Regions from separate parts of the Mus musculus genome. Here region 2 is linked to region 1. Evidence: chromatin contacts called from public HiChIP or PLAC-seq data. All regions are on one chromosome and are shown on one strand. The core of a region is the stretch at or near the end of the contact, and the rest is flanking DNA. Distances in the headings are between cores, read along the strand shown.

Evidence for each region. HiChIP or PLAC-seq counts read pairs in DNA pulled down with a chosen protein or histone mark.
Region 2: a contact with region 1 is called in an H3K27ac HiChIP or PLAC-seq map of extraembryonic endoderm stem cells. The contact joins the enhancer-like site here to the promoter of Uhrf2 in region 1. A contact is called at or near these places in 1 of 39 promoter capture datasets (the 3T3-L1 cell line), 14 of 484 Hi-C or Micro-C datasets (adipose-derived mesenchymal stem cells, cerebral cortex, cortical neurons and 3 more) and 6 of 115 datasets of contacts at active chromatin or transcription factors (bone marrow-derived macrophages, embryonic limb bud, embryonic stem cells and 2 more).

What each region holds. Positions count from the first base shown.
Region 1 is chr19:30,029,027-30,032,396 of GRCm38.p6, reverse strand. Uhrf2 (ubiquitin-like, containing PHD and RING finger domains 2) reads right to left here and starts at 1,884. Exons shown (of 16, transcript NM_144873.2): 1 at 1,466-1,884. The coding sequence starts at 1,618.
Region 2 is chr19:30,205,491-30,208,860 of GRCm38.p6, reverse strand. No RefSeq gene overlaps it. Among named protein-coding and RNA genes, the nearest start is that of Mbl2, 26 kb to the left of the region's middle. Within about 2 kb of position 1,735, at least 6 of the 459 cell types and tissues checked have an H3K27ac peak or open chromatin away from gene starts, as enhancers often do. A contact at or near this core is called in extraembryonic endoderm stem cells, where this site is marked.

The DNA of each region.
Region 1 (3,370 bases), core at 635-3,134:
TGGCCACTAGGGTTTCTCTACCCCCAACCAGGAACCATTTTCTGATTATTAGTGTAAGTCTATTTCATAAGTCATCTTTCATTTCTATTTCTTGTATTGGAGTCGCCCAACTATTCTAGGAGTCAATGTACAATATTATTACTATTTGTATAGCTTTCACTGATAGCCAAAAGGAAAAGATAATAGCCACTTGAGGCACAGCAATACAATGCTACAAAGTATTTAATAGGTATGACTGTTTAAAAACCAACTTTCCAGACAAGTAAACTCTTTACTGGTCAAACACTCAAGAAACAATATAGTGGATACAACAAGAGCAGAAAGTGCTACAGGTTTTCTGTCAGAGGCCTTCCAAACACTTTACCAAAACCCTGGCTTTTTCTTGCCGGTTGTATAATCTGTTACTTAGAAAATTTTGACCAGTCTGAGAAGTTGTAAATCTGTAAAGGGAACAAAAATATTCCTTCTAAACCCTTTGTGGCTTATAGGCTACTTCCATCGAATCAGAGAGAACTGCACTTAATTCAAAACTCAGGACTGGAGCCAAACTGTGGTCAACTGACTGCAGGATGCCAACTTTTTTAGTGGACTAAAGACAAAGGCAAGAAAAACAATGTGGGTCTGGGTGTCTAATCATAAGACTCTGAGACTTACTGGATAGGAAACGTCTTAGCCTCATCAGGCAGAGCCTTACTTAAAATTAACGGAGATGCCCACAAGCACCCTTGTGGCCCAACACAACTTTCTGGCTTTTTTTGAATTACTGCTGATTATGCTGAAAGGTTTGAGTTGAAAGCCCGAACTTAGGGGACACACAAAGATGAGAGGTAAAGTTTATGGGGAAATAATCTGTCCGTATATTCAACAGACTTAAACCCGACTTCAGGTTACAAACATCGTTCCTTAAATTAGAGGTCTCTGATCTTTTACAGAACAAATCCCCAGTCTGAGACTGACGACAAGGAAGGAGGGGCACGCATTCTACCACCGTTCCGATGTTCAGTGTTCAAATCCTTCTAGTGAGGAAACAGGGATAAGGTGCTTCCCTTTCCACGTCGCATCTAGGAGCCGGGGGCACGGAAAAGAAGCAAGTCCTTAGAGGAGTCGGAGACGGCGCTGCGAATAAAGCCAGCTCGTCCCTCCCGCGCCCCGGCATGGCTGCCGGAGCCTGTTGCCTTTCCAGGCTCCGATCCCCCCCCCCCCCAAAGGCGGGAAGAGGATCCCCCAGGACCCTCGGAGGCTATGTCCGTGGCCGCTGCCAGCGACAACACCGCGTCCCGCACCTTCCGACCCGCTAGGCGCGCTTGGGGGGAGGGGGGGGGCAGCCGCAGGCCCGAGCTCCAGGCCCCGCATCCCGCGCCCCGCCAGCGGCCCATCCCGAGCACAGCGGGGCGCAGCCCTGGACACCCAGCCTCGTCCCGGGGCGCCGGCTGCTCGCGCCCGGGCTCCCCGCGGGGCGCCTCACCTGCTTGCCCCGGTAGAACAGGCGCTGGCACTCGGGCCTTACATCGAAGAGCGCCCAGACCCGCTCGCGCAGCTCCTCGATGGTGGCTTTGCGAGAAACGTCCTCGATGGTGCGCGTCTGGGAGCCGTCGATGGTGCGGACCTGGATCCACATCGCGGCGGCACGGGGACAGGGGACCAAGCCCCTTTGTCTGGCCCTGCGCTCGGGCCGCCGCGCCGCGCCCCGCCCGGTCCCCGCCGCCTCCCCGGGAGGATCCGGTTCTCTGCGGCGGCGACTCGGCGAACGCGGGTGCGGGCGAGGACTGACGCTCTTAGACCGCGCGACCGCCCGCCCGCCCCTCCTCGGTGGAAGGAAACCGGAACCCGCCCGAGGTGCGAGCGCAGCCCGCGCCTCACAAATAGGAAGGAGCCATGGCTCGGCGGCGCGCACTGTTTACTTATAGAGATGCAGCTCCCACATGGAGGTCACGGCGCCAACCCGGATCTCGCGAGATCCACGCGGGGCTCCGCCCCACGCACAGCCTGGGGGGCGCTAATATGGGAGGGGGCGGGGCCTCCAGAGCCGTTACTCGGAGGAGGGCGGGGTTGGGCAGGCTCGCCGAGGCCAGCTCGCCCTGTGCCCTCGTTGTCGTTGGTCACCTCGCAGTCTCCTGAGGCCTAGACTCCATGGTCTCAAAAACGCACGAACAATAGCTAGCCGTGCTGCGCGCTGGCGTGAGCAAGAAATGGGGATGCAGCCTACGTTCCCGAGACTTCACACCAGGGTGTGCGCCCGCCACGCGGCCTCTCCCGGGGCGCGTCGGCTTGATGGACGTGCTTCCCGCCGAGGAAACCCGCTTCCGGGAGGCCCCAGGGCAGAGGCCTCGCACCCACGTTTCCCGACCGGAGAGCCGGAGCGGGAGCTGGACCTGACCGAGTGGGCCTTCTGCGCTAAGGGCGCCTTTAGCCGCAGGGATCCTGGCTTTGCAGGACTGTACACCTCCGATCCAAAAATCCGGAGATCCCAGGGCGGGATACGGCCCCCACACTCAGGGGACCCATCCAAAAATGGAAGACTTAAGAGAGAAAGCAAAGCAAACGCATTATCTTACATTCACCGGTATCCGTAATGTCAGTACTAATCATTCCCATGAGGATAAGAGGCACAACTTTGTAACAACCAAATTGATTAGTCAAGATGGCCTAAATGGAAATACAGGAAGAGTGAAATGTGCGTCAGCTCGAGATATGAATATATATATATATACCTAGAGCCTCTAAGTTACCTCGACAGCTTCCTAGTTAACTAAAACATTTAGTTGATAAGGCAACAGATACATCTGAGAACATCTAATCTGACCCATGAAGGGATCAACTATTTGTTGTTACAAGGATATGCTAGGGTCTCGGGCTGTTATTCGTGGTGCACTGCCAACGGTGTGCTGCAGTCTGAAGCCTTGAGTCTTGGGCTCACGGGTTGGGACGCGCGAGAATTGCAGTCTTTCTGTTTAACTGTGATCTTGAACAAACTGCTTCAATTTCCTCCAGGTAAAATAGTGCTCATAAACACCGAGGGAATGTTAGCTTCCTTGCCACTCCCTTAGTAGCACACAAGAAGGTATTTTAGAGCTTTTGTTATTAAGAGAATTTAGATAAACTGGGAATATTCAAAGAAGATAGGGTGCTTAAGCAAAGACTGGGAGTGCATTTTCACACATCAGAAGACACTACACTTCTGAGAGAGGTTGACTAAATAATGAAGGGCAAGTGTGAACATTAGCATTCAAAGACTTTTGTAGGCCTCCCGGGGAAACCTGGGCTTTTTGAAATGTGCATTGATGTGTTTAAGTATTTAGAATGACAATAGAACAGAGTGCGGAAGGAGGCCTTAGGGAAAAAAGCAAGCTGTGGGAAGGTGAGAGAGGCT
Region 2 (3,370 bases), core at 486-2,985, 180 kb before region 1:
CAATAAGATCTTTAAATCTCATTGTAACAGGTATGGCTATGATTCCTACCAGCAATGGCAAAACCTTGACCAGTTAACCCCAGGTTGAACAGGGCATTGGTAGCAGAGTTGAACAAAATCTTCAGGGTAGGCCTCTTTGAAAGAATGAGACTTGAGCAAAGTAGATAAAGTGATTAGGAAAAAAAAAAAAAAAAAAAAAAAAAAAAAAAAAAAAAAAAGAATGCTCCAGGCAAAGACGATGCTGAAGAGACTCCAGGAGAGACATAGAATATGGTCAGTACAGCCTAGAGGAGTGGAGGGAAGTAGAGATGAAGGCTGGGTTTAGAGGGCTGTGCTGGATCATGAGACCCACCACTCACCTCCCCCACCCTGTAACTTTGAGGCTCATTATGAATTATACAACCTCAGCTTGTCCCTCATAAGCCAGGGCTCTGTGTCTGTGTAGCATTCTTTACCCAGGGAAGCAGTTCAGCAATGCTGCCTGTCTGTCTGGTGGTGTCTATCTGGGTCTCATTTGGAACTGAACTCCAGTGGGGAAGGGTGTTTCTTTCCTATGTGCCTAGAGCCTTCAAATGGAACCATCTGTGCACCTCAGGCTCCTCTCATGAACAGGTACTTCAGCCAAATGCCCCAAGGTTTCTGCAGTACAGATGCTGTGTCCAGACCCCAGTGACTTCCTAGCCTCACTTCAATCCCAGCTGTCAAGCTTGTGTTTTAAACGCCTACTGGTCCCTGGCTGTTAGTGAGTTCTCTGCTTGCCCCCCATGCCACAGCTGCTGTGGGTTTGCTACAAAGAGGTGGAAACATCTGAGTTGTGCACTTTCTGACCTGAGTGCCCAAAAGTCATGGAGCAAGGCTCTGCCACAAGAGGATTTCAGGAATGGTAAGGGCAATAGGCTCTGGCCCCACACTGTGAATAGGGACTGTCACACAGTGTCTTAGTTTGCTTCCTATTGCTGTGATGAACACCATGACCACAAGCAGCCTAGGGAGGAATGGGCTTGTTTGGCTTAAAGGTTACAGTCCATCATCAGGAAGTGGGCAGGGACTAGAGGCCTGAACCTGAAGGCAGAACCTGAAACAGATCATGGGGGGAAACATTGCTTAATGGCTTTCTCCCCATGTCTTGCTAAAAAGGCTTTCTTATACAACCTAGGACCACTTGCTGAGGGCAGTGGGCCACTGGGCCCACCTATATCAATCATTAATTAAGAAAGTGCCCCCACACATTTGCCTACAGAACAATCTTATGAGGGCATTTTCTCCGTTGAGGGTCTCTCTTCCCAGATGACTCTAACTTGTGTCAAGTTGACAGAAAGCTGAGCTGCCCACATGGTGATGGGCCTGAGTGAACAAGCAAAGTGACAGAGGGCAAATCTGAGTGTGGGTGGTTGGGGAAGGCGGGCAAACAGGAGCATCATAGAAAAGACTCAGGCCCTCTCCCTGGCTTCACAGCTACACAACGGCTGCCGAGTCTCCCATAGTCCAGTGTTTGGCTTTCTAGAACATTCCCGGTTCTGGAAACCTTCAGGTTGAAGAAACACTCTGGGCTGTCACTGGCAGTGCAATATTCTGACAATAGCTTTTACATCCTATGAGACCAGAACTTTTGCTGGACCTCACAGCCAAAGTTAATAATTTACCTTGAAGTCACTTAAGACTGCTAGCCTACTGTGTACTCAGCCTGACTGTTTAGCCTGCCTTTAAGAGAACAATGTATCAACAATCTTACTTGCCTTGAGTTTCCCACATAATCAGTTTTTACAACCTAAGTTAAAGTGTAGCTGCTATCTTAAGTCATGTACTCCTGCTTGCTCCTGACCCAGAACAATGCATGTGTATCAACTCCCTGAAAGCAGCAAATATATCAACTGAAAGCAAATTTCCTAAAATCTACCATCCATCTAGGGGCATTGGTGGATAAACAATGATATTTGTTATCTGGGTCAGTTGGGACAGTTGGAGCCAGCGACTTAATCTCTGTAAAACTCTGTTAAAGATTTCTATGAACTACCACATGCCTTCCCTCATGTGATGCCCTCTCTGCTGTTCAATACAGAGCAAAGCCCTTTGTTAAAAGACATATATCAGCCAGGCGGTGGTGGCGCACGCCTTTAATCCCAGCAATCGAGAGGCAGAGGCAGGCGGATTTCTGAGTTCGAGGCCAGCCTGGTCTACAGAGTGAGTTCCAGGACAGCCAGGGTTATACAGAGAAACCCTGTCTCGAAAAACCAAAAAAAAAAAAAAAAAAAAGGCATATATCACAGACAGAGTAGAGAAAGAGAGAACCATAGACACACACACACAGCTCATACAACAGACATCACACACACAGACATAGACACAGGGACACACAGATTCACAAACTCTTCAGGCAGGCCCAGATTCGGACTCCCACAAGCGATGGACAGAAGATGGATGGCAGGGAGCATGAACTAGAAAATACAAATCTGCACTCCTGTGTAAACCACTCCAAGGGGAAGTGGTTTTTTTATTGCTTTCCTTTAACGTGGCACGAAGGCATTACCCACTGGAGTCCATCACTAATGCATTACAATCTGTGCACAGCACCACCCTGCAGACTGGATGCGATTCTCCCTTCCCTTCCCTGATATGACATATGAAAAGCACCCTCTAACAGCATGAGGTGGGACGCTGACCTCCAGGACTCCAATCCCACAGCTTCCGTGCCAACACTTATTCTGCCATGAATGATTAGTGTGAGGATCAAACACTCTGCATGGAAAATGATCAACACCCACCCTGTGCTCATGTGACTTGTCCACTGATTACACTAGCACAGAAATACATGTCTAGTATCCACCACCGTGCAGTAGGTGACTGGCAAAAATGGGATATGGCTTCAACTGAAGAAGTCAAAGGGACATATCTCAAGACAACAGACTATATTGCAATCTAAAGGACTATTGTATTTGGGGGGGGGGTGTCCAGTGCTGGAATGATCCCAGGTCCTTGCACATGTTTGGTGAGTGGTCTACCACTGAACAAATTCCTCAGTCCTCAGATTAATTTTTTATTGGGGGAGGAAGGATAGGAACAGAGTTTTGGATCTTGGGCCTCATGCATGCCAAGCAAGCACTCTATACCCCTGAGCTGCAGCACACAAAAGATTTTGATGAGAGGGATTGGTCTGTGCAGTGCTGTAAGCTCAGGTTCCCATCTCACGTCAATGTCCTGAAATCGTAAATCTGGTATCCAAAATCAAAACGGTACATGTGCGGTTTGTGAAAACGAACACTAGATGGCAGCATTCCGGCAGGATGAGCTGAATCTGCCCAAACTCCCTGCTCAGGTCGTCCCATAAGGCCACACAAACTCGAGACCCTCAGGTCATCTGGAATGCCTCAGC